2 separate regions of the Danio rerio genome follow, and region 2 is linked to region 1. A link is a contact called in public HiChIP or PLAC-seq data. All regions are on one chromosome and are shown on one strand. The core of a region is the stretch at or near the end of the contact, and the rest is flanking DNA. Distances in the headings are between cores, read along the strand shown.

Region 1 (4,771 bases), core at 917-3,416:
CTTCCGATGGCCTTCGGTTTCGCTCAACAGAGCTTGTTTATCAGTCTCTCTATCTTGTTCTTTCGCCATCTGCTCCATGTCCTATCAAAAGAAAATGCAGACTTTTCGAATACAAGGTTAACCCTGAAAACACGGATGAATAAAGTAACAGGGAAACGCTTTTTTGTTTATCTAAAGTTCAGACAAAATGAAACTTTAATTTGTTTCTGGTATTTTTGTGGGAATAGTAAGGAAGAAAGAGTAGCTCATTTTGTTTAGAATTAATTTCTGGTATCTTGGGAAGTATGTCTATATGTTTAATTAAAAATAAAAGACCTCTCTTTATCTCTCTTTGTTGGTCGAAGTTCAAATCATTAATGCTTGCTTTCAGGATAGCCACTGGCACTGATCTCTCATCTTCCACTCCCTTTAAGAGTTAGTTGTGTCGCGTCATAGTGCATTTGCTATTTACATGGTGGACGGTGTAAGTGTAAAAACTGAACGCTTCACTAGCAAGTTAAACAGAGCATCTGCAGCGAGAGGATAAAGAATGAGCCTCCTCATTCTTCACTTTCATCGTTTCATCAAACGTGTTGTATGCACAGACATCCGTTAGCCTAATTAATTTCGTTTGTTAAGCGCAAAGATTCGTTTCAAAACTATTTCTAAACTCAGTTCTAATTTCCAGCAAACAAATAAATGAAGAACAATACCGAAGTGTGGTCATAAAGTTTTTCCAAATACACATGCTGCGCCCCTATGCTCTAAAACCTGACAACTGGGCAAATCTAAGCTTGTTTTTAATAAAACAAATATAGATATGCATATAATAATTAATACTGCCAATAATAATAACATTATACAAAAGCAGATTGTCATGAATAAACTGACAAAGTTTTTTTTTTTTTGTCTGAATAAGAAAAAAAAACTTTTTTCCCCTTTAAACACAATCTATTTTATTCTGAGAAAAATGTAAAATATTTTAAAAACAGTAAACATGTCAGGCTAAATAATTCAGATGAATCGCAGATTTCTTTCCAATTAAGAACGGCATCCTTGGATATTTTTTCTGCTAGAGATACTGCTGTCATAAAACAAAAATCTTACATAAATTGTAGAAACTGTATAGCAGAAAGTCTTGGTAGTTTTAAAACCTTGACTTTTCCAAACCACTGTATGCCTTGAAAACAGTTAGCGTTCCATGCCTATTAGATACATCATCATTTTAGCTTATGATGTATTGTTTAATAAAAATGATTAAAATCTCTACAAAACTTGATATAATCTAGCTGTAATCACACTAGCATTATTATAAAAATTAGCATTGAGGTAAAGTTGGTTTTATGTTCGCACATTTGATCAGTGACGACCAATGAAACTCTCCCTGTTTACCATGGTACCTTTTGAGTATTCCGTCTGATATCCCATGTAAGTATGACTTCAAAACAATATTAGCACTATTTAATTGACTGTGAACAATGTTATACTTTGATAGTCAGTGGCTGCTAATATGATTTCACTATTTAGAATTTGCAAACAATACTTTTCTGAGGGGAAATGTCGGAATGTGTGAATATAAGACCGCCTTAACCTCAATGAAATTAGCACGATAATAACAGAAATTATCAAGACTTTCCTTAAGCAAACGCATTATTAAATATTAAAATTATACATTTTTATTTAATATACATCAATTACACATCATTTACAAGAAAATCATTATTTCTATTTGTTTTAATTTTTACTTTATTTACAGAAAACCAATAGAGATTAAAACAACACGTAGATTCTAGATTCTTCTCAATTCGTGTGTTGTGAAATGACAAATGTACCTGAATTCTCTGTCTTAAGAGACTGAACTTCTCCTTGACTGTTGAATTTAGCTCCATCAGCACCGCCTGTGGCCCACAGCACTCTCTTATATCCTGACACGACCCAAAAAACACACATTTATAAAGAAGAATTGACATTTGGGTTTCGTGTTGACAATTACACACACACCAGCGAATACGGCCAAATATTTGTCTTACTATCTGTCAATGTATATATCAGTAATGCCATTATTAATGTTAATTTCAAGAATGTCGTCTACCTGAATTATAGCTTTGATTTCCAGGTCGTATTTGATAATCTCTTGGCCACATATTCGGACATGTACATCAGAGGAAGACGCCATGTTTGTTGTCATACGGTACGACAGAAGGTCCAAACGCTATAGTAGCGCCTTTTTAGATGCGCTCTCAAAACTGATCTGGGTACAATTTTTTTTTGTCTTATTTTGTTGTAGCATAGAAATATAGAAAGCTCACGAGGCTAAACATGTTTACTTCAATGATTTATATAATTTTCGTCAAATAAAATATTGCATACACTCTAAAAAAAAAAAAAAAAAAAAACAGCTTAAACTAGCCTAGGCTGGTTGGCTGGTTTTAGCTGGTTAACCAGACTGGTTTTAGAGGGGTTTGGGCCATTTCCAGGCTGGTTTCCAGCCATTTTCAGCCTGGACCAGCTTGACCAGCCTAGCCAAGCTAGGAGCCCAGCCAAAACCAGCTATGTCCAGCTTAACCAGGCTGGTCAAGCTGGTTTTAGCTGGTCATTTTCCAGACAGACCAGCTAAGACCAGGATGGAAATGGCCAAAACCCCTCTAAAACCAGGCTGGTCAACCAGCTAAAACCGGTCAACCAGCCTAGGCAGGTTTAAGCTGGATTTTTCAGCAGGGCTGTAACTGAGGTAAAGTTTGTTTTATATCCACACATTCAGACTTTCTCCCTAATAATATATTTTCAGAAAAGTATTCTTCGTAAATTCTAAATAGTGAAATCATATCTTAGCAGATATGCTAAATCTTAGCAGCCACATCATCGTTCATGGTCAAATAAATAGTGCTAATGTTGTTTTCAAGTCATTCTTACATGTGATTTTAGAGCGAATATTCAAAGTACCATAGTAAACAATAATGGGAGTATGTCACAAGTTGTCACTGAAAGGTCAACATTACCTCAGTAAGTCTTCCTGCTCTTTTGATACACTCCAAGTCTTTTAATGTCACCAAATCTTTGTTATGAAAATGGCTGATTAGATTATTGATATATATAAAAGGGCTGTAACATCATTGAAGAGATAGAGGTAAAGTTGGCCTTATATTCGGATATTCAGACATTCTCCCTAATAATATGATTTGAGAAAGTATTCTGTCCAAATTTTAAATAGGGAAATCACATTAGCAGTCAATGATTATCAAAGTACAACCATGTTTACAGTCAGTTAGATAGTGCTAATGTTGTTTTAAAGTCATACTTGCATGCTAATTCTGACCGAATATTCAAATTAGGGTGGTAAACAATATAGAGACAGTTAAATGAACGAATGTGCGAATATAAACCCAACTTTACCTTAATGTTAAAGTGGTGTAAAGCAAGATAAAAATGTTTGATTATTATAAAATTAAGATTTTATTTTTTTACCTTTCCTCAAATAAAATCTGTACATTAACTAAAAGATATATTAAAACACACAATAAAAAATAAATTTACTCAGCTGTAATGTACACCCACTGGCCACTTTATTAGGTACACCTGTCCAACTGCTCGTTAATGCAAATTTCTAATAAGTATGACAGCACCTCAGTGCATTTAGGCATGTAGACATGGTCAAGACGATCTGCTGCAGTTCAAACCGAGCATCAGAATGGGGAAGAAAGGTGATTTAAGTGACTTTGAATGTGGCATGGTTGTTGGTGCCAGACGGGCTGGTCTGAGTGTTTCAGAAACTGCTAATCTACGGGGATCTTCACGCACAACCATCTCTAGGGTTTAAAGAGATGGTCCAAAAAAAAAGAGAAAAAATCCAGTGAGCGGCAGTTCTGTGGGCGCAAATGCCTTGTTGATGCCAGAGATCAGAGGAGAATGGCCAGACTGGTTCCAGCTGATAGAGAGGCAACAGTAACTCAAATAACCACTTGTTACAACTGAGGTCTGCAGAAGAGCGTCTCTGAACGCACAACATGTCCAACCTTGAGACGGATGGGCTACAGCAGCTGAAGACCACAGAGAGCGCCACTGCTGTCAGCTAAGAACAGGAAACTGAGGCTACAATTGGCACATTCTCACCAAAATTGGACAATAGAAGACTGGAAATATGTTGCCTGGTCTGATGAGTCTCAATTTCTGCTGCAACGTTTGGATGGTAGGGTCAGAATTGGGCATCAACAGCATGAAAGCATGGATCCATCCTGCATTGTAGCATCGGTTCAGGCTGGTGGTGGTGGTGTGTTCGTGTGCAGCAACTGTGTGATGCTATCATGTCAATATGAACCAAAATCCTTGAGGAATATTTCCAGTATCTTGATGAATCTATGCCACAAAGGATTAAGGTGGTTCTAAATGCGAAAGCAGGTCCAACCCGGTTCCAGTAAGGTTTACCTAATAAACAAGCGGGTCTATGTATATTATTTGCTCTATCAGGAAACTAGAATTGCACTATTTATAATAAGTTCTTACATGCAAACAACTGTAAAAAAGGAAAGCACAACACCACAGCTGTTCAGAGAATAATAAGGGAAAGTTTCTGGTTTCATTTTGACTGAGAAATTTGCTGATTTGCTGCCAGAAGTCAAAGGCGTCCAAAAACAGAGCGAGAAAGAGAGAAATAATAGGAGGAAGAGAAAGGAGGAACAGAATAAAGCAGTCGAGTCTCAAGTGAAAGTCAAGCGAAAACAGTTATTAAGGTGATAAAAAACACAAGACAGATGAAATGCTGCAGTTCTAATGTTTATTTCTGATAGTAAAATCA
Region 2 (5,352 bases), core at 2,793-5,292, 42 kb after region 1:
TATATATATATATATATATATATACACATCATATATCTCAACAAAGAACAAAAATCTTGATGCTTTAAAAATAATACCAAAAAGTCTTTTTATAAAATCAACCCATTTAATACAAAGTTTTATATGACCATAAACTAAAACTTCACTTTGCTACTTACAAGTATGCATTACAAGCCTTCACTCTGCTATGCACAAACTGAAGAATCTTATGCGTGGGCGTGCTGCGATCACAACGATAGCCTTTGCTCTAAATTTACAGAAACATTGAGGCTAATACACAGGAAGACAGGAGACAGTCTGGTGCTTATTAAAAATCATATTTAACTTAGGCTGACGTTAGATGTCTTATTAGCTTGTGCAGCTTTAAAGGACACTGTGGGCTGATTACAAATAAGCCAGTATTTTGCAGTCCGGTCTTTAAATGCACAGACTACTCTGCAAATGTCAGAGGTGTCTGATCGCTGAGACGGCAACAGCACAGTCCTGACACAAAGCTTCCAGGGATTGCATTTAAGGAAAACTGAAGCGCTTAAAAAATAATTAAAAGCTTACAATTAGGTTATTACTGTACATATATTGCAATTAAATAATGACTATGACTAAACATTTCACCAATTTCATGATTTACTCTCCTATATGTCATACTGTTTTCAAATAAAAATGTTTCAAAACTTATAAAAATTGAGCTGTGAATTTATGCAAGAACATTCATGTATTAATGTTGTTGTTTTTTTAACTGCTAATGTGTAAACCGCCTGTAAAAAACTTAAAATTATTATTAAAGATGTGTGGATATTTTTAATTTTGTAATATTTATTGCGAGATGAATACAATTTAACTAGACATGTGGAATAACTATTTATAATTTTGGATCGACTGGGATATTCTGCAAGGGAGTCGTCTGCATAAAATATAATTAAAAAAAATGAGCCTAAATAAATAAATAAGTAAAAAAAATACTACTTGCTTTTTGGTAAAACATAATTGCTTATCTATTTAAAATTTATTTATGTACTATTCAAAAATTAAATAAATTAATCTTTCAATGCTTACTCTCTAAATAACATGAGGCTGAATAAATTATACATTTATATTAAAAGCTTGTTTGGGGAAAAACATAATTGCTTACCAATTCAAAATGATTTAGGTACTATTAAGACAATAAATTATAATGTACATTCGAGCAACATTTCAATGCAGACCCTCTGTATAACACGAGAAGCTGAATAAATAATGAAATTAAATTAAGAAAAGCTTGTTTTGGGTAAAACATAATTGCTTTCCAATTATAAAATTTGTTATGTACCACTTAGACAAGAAATAATAATGTACATTCAGGCAACATTTCAATGCCGACCCTCTGAATAACAAGAGAGCCTGAATAAATAATTAAATTAAATGAAGAAAAGCTTGTTTTGGGTAAAACATAATTGCTTACTTATTAAAAAACAATGCAGGTACTACTTGGAAGATAAATAATAATGTACATTCAAGCAACAATTCAATCCCGACCCTCTAAATAACATGAAAAGCTGAATAAATAATTAAATTAAATTAAGAAAAGCTTGTTTGGGGTAAAGCATAATTGCTTACCTATTGAAAAATGATTTATGTACTATTGAGGCAATAAATAATACGGTACATTCAAGCAACATTTCAATGCTGACCCTCTGAATAACATCAGCCTGAATAAATAATACATTTAAAATTAAAATAAAGCTTGTTTTGGGTAAAACATAATTGCTTAACAATTGAAAAATTTGTTATGTACAACTTAGACAAGAAATAATAATGTACACTCAGGCAACATTTCAATACCGACCCTCTGAATAACAAGAGAAGCTGAAAAAATAATTAAATTAAATTAAGAAAAGCTTAATTTGGGGAAAACATAATTGCTTACCTATTGGAAAAACAATGCAGGTACTACTTAGAAGATAAATAATAATGTACATTTAAGCAACAATTTAATCCCGACCCTCTAAACAACATGAGAAGCTGAATAAATAATGAAATTAAATTACGAAAAGCTTGTTTGGGGTAAAACATAATTGCTTACCTATTGAAAAATGATTTATGTACTATTAAGACAATAAATAACACGGTACATTCAAGCAACATTTCAATGCTGACCCTCTGAATAACATCAGCCTGAATAAATAATTAAATTAAATTAAGAAAAGCTTGTACTTATGTACTATTCAAAAAAATATGGTACATTCAAGCAAAAATTCTATGCCATTGCAATATCAAGAAAATAAAAGTGAAATGCCACCAACTCATCTACTATAAATAGACTTACTCTACTATCTGCATGAACTGTCAATCAAACTGTTATGACATTCATCTCAAACATCACTGCTTGCACACTTCTCTCTCTCTCTTCATCATATACCACGTGTTCATACCAAACAAATGAGCATACAGTAAGCTCAAGCAGATGTAATGCAATCCCTTCTATAGGTGACCAATGTTTACATAAAGGCAGATGACTGACCTACATGCGCATGCGCTAAGACTGCATTTAACAGACACATGATGAAACGTACATTAACGAATAGCGTGCCTTGAATATTATGGCCGAGATCATATTTTATTCTGACCTACTAACACTTGACAACATTCTGAACCCAACATGGCCCCCTTCAAAAACAAATCGCGTCAACCTAATCCGCAGCGATCCTGCGCCAACGCCCACGCTTAGCGGCTTTCTGATTGGCTGTATGCAAATACACAGCCCGCCTCCGCGTATATACGACAGAAAGGCTCGCTGTCGATCATGAGCAATTGCGCATAAACGCCCCGCCCCATAGCGCTCGGTTGAGTCAACAAGCAACAAACAATATTGCGGGCCTCCCCACGTTACGTAAACAGATGGAATGCAAAGCGTTATTCCCGCATAAAGTTAGCTCACAGACAAATTATGAACTCATCAAGTAGCTAAGTTAATGAGCATTATCCTACGATAAAAACGAGCAGTTCAAACGCATCTGAAATATATATTTCAAGATATTTAGGTGCACAAACAAAACATATTAAACTCATTTAGCATAGTTAAGAGTATTCCAAAGCATTGCTGATATCAGGGAAACTATCGTGTTTCGATTTCACTTTGCATCGTGCAGATGGGGGGCGTGTACCCTTATAGACATGTCGGGTTGATCATCTATAAACACACAAGTCTACAAATCACCCATCAACTCGAGTGATCAATCAATTCACCATAGCCTAGCATTGCTTTTAATTCCATTTATCAGGCGTTTTCAACTTTTAAACAACTAATCTGTGTGTAATTGTGTCAATTCAATCAGTAGCATGTTTATTGTGATAATGTACGGCTTGACAGACTCGTCCATGGAGATTCACAACACACACAAACACTCCAGCCTAACTAACCTCCAATAAATACACACTGATTTCACTATTGTGAAAGTGCAGTATCCAAATACGCATTAAGCACGTCTAATTTAGATGATCAGCACATCAATTCAGATTTGAATATGAGGTGTGGGTGTGTCAACTCAAATGTGAGCTGCATTGCTGGTGTCCTCCAGGACTAGACTCGGGGAGTAATGTTCTAGAAGTTCTTGTGTAACTGAAAGCTAACAAGCAACATCTTCTGCCCTTACTCAGCGCCAGCTAAGCAACCGCCGGGGGAAAATATTGATCTGAAAGGACAAACGGGCACCTCAGGATGACAGACCACACATATTATCCCACAACCAGTGAGGTAAACAAATGAAAACTGGTTAGAGTTTAAAAAGGAACTGGAGCGCTGCTTTCACACTATGGCCTCCGTGTCCCTCCCCTCTGCTAGCGAAACTTAGCCCGAGAGCTAGCTACAAGAAGCAATGTTTTGATCATCCTCAAACAACTGTCCACACACGCTTCACAGCGCTGTCATAGTCAAAAAGGTGACTCACCTTCAAGCTACCCACGCACTAGCGAAAATAGGTGGTAACTCCAATTTTACTCGTCTTTAGGAAAACTTAATGTCATTTCTTCTCAATCCACGCCGTCTTCCTCTCTGGTTTGTTTTGTTTATCTTCTTCCTGACGGGTTCCTGGAAAGCGCGTGACTGCCTCGTCACGTGCTTCTGCACTGGCCAATCACGGCGAGCGCTCTTTCATCAGAAAAACAAGTCATTTAAATATCTTTGTGCAGAGCTTTCATACACTACTTAACGGTGATTATATTATATTATATTATATTATATTATATTATATTATATTATATTATATTATATTATATTATATTATATTATATTATATTATATTATATTATATTAACCACAGGCAGAAATTAAAATATTTTTTGTAATCTTTGATGTGCAGTTGTATGAATTTCTTTTGATAACGTTTTTCTTTTTCTTGGATTTGGTTGTGAGGGAAAGACAGCCAGCAGCACAAGTGTTCTGAATAGATGGGAACTTCTCCAGGAATGTTGGAACAGCATCTCAGGATGTTCTTCAAGTAGTTTAAGTGAATGCCCAGAGAGGTTAGAGCTGGGATCTACATAGAGTCTGTCTGTCTACCTTTCTATCCTGTCTGTCTGTCTGTCTGTCTGTCTCTCTCTCTCTCTCTCTCTCTCTCTCTATCTATCTATCTATCTGTCTGTCTGTCTGTCTGTCTGTCTTGCCGGTTTATCTGTTTATCCTGTCTGTCTGTCTGTCTGTCTGTCTGTCTGTCTGTCTATCTGTATGTATGTATGTCTGTCTGTCTGTCTATCTTGCCGGTTTATCTGTTTATCCTGTCTGTCTGTCTGTTTACCTATATATCCTGTCGGTTTATCTGTTTATCCTGTCTGTCTGTTTATCTATCTATCATGACTGTTTGTCTGTCTGTCTGTCTGTCTGTCTGTCTGTCTGTCTGTCTGTCTATCTATCTATCTTTCTGTCTGTCTGTCTGTCTAGCTATCTGGTCAGTTTATCTGTTTATCCTGTCTGTTTCTCTGTCTATCCATTATGTCTGTCTGTCTATCTATCTTGTCGGTTTATCTGTTTATCCTGCCTGTCTTTTTATCTATCGATCAAGTCTGTCTCTCTATTTGTCCGTCCGTCTGTCTTTCCATCCATCATCATGTATCTATCTATCTATCTATCTATCTATCTATCTATCTATCTATCTATCTATCTATCTATCTATCTATCTATCTATCTATCTATCTATCTATCTATCTATCTATCTATCTATCTATCTATCCATCCCGTCTGTCTCTTTGTCTTGTCGGTTTATGAGTTCATTCAGTCTGTCTGTCTGTCTACCTTCCCTGTCTGTCTATCTATCTTGTCGGTTTAGCTATCTATCCTGTCTGACTATCTATCTTGTCAGTTTATCTGTTTATCCTGTCTGT

Evidence for each region. HiChIP or PLAC-seq counts read pairs in DNA pulled down with a chosen protein or histone mark.
Region 2: an H3K4me3 HiChIP or PLAC-seq map of gastrula embryo shows a contact between it and region 1, with 2.7 times the contacts expected there. The contact joins the promoter of crebrf here to the promoter of bnip1b in region 1. A contact is called at or near these places in 1 of 18 Hi-C or Micro-C datasets (an unstated tissue) and 2 of 4 datasets of contacts at active chromatin or transcription factors (embryo and gastrula embryo).

Annotation. Positions count from the first base shown.
Region 1 is chr21:45,211,907-45,216,677 of GRCz12tu, forward strand. bnip1b (BCL2 interacting protein 1b) reads right to left here and starts at 2,167. Exons shown (of 6, transcript XM_001333689.10): 1 at 2,072-2,167; 2 at 1,812-1,904; 3 at 1-81. The coding sequence starts at 2,167.
Region 2 is chr21:45,251,679-45,257,030 of GRCz12tu, forward strand. It overlaps crebrf (creb3 regulatory factor), which reads right to left and starts at 4,043. Exons shown (of 9, transcript XM_005170286.6): 1 at 3,924-4,043. LOC141379917 (a long non-coding RNA gene) reads left to right here and starts at 3,524. Exons shown (of 4, transcript XR_012396939.1): 1 at 3,524-3,730.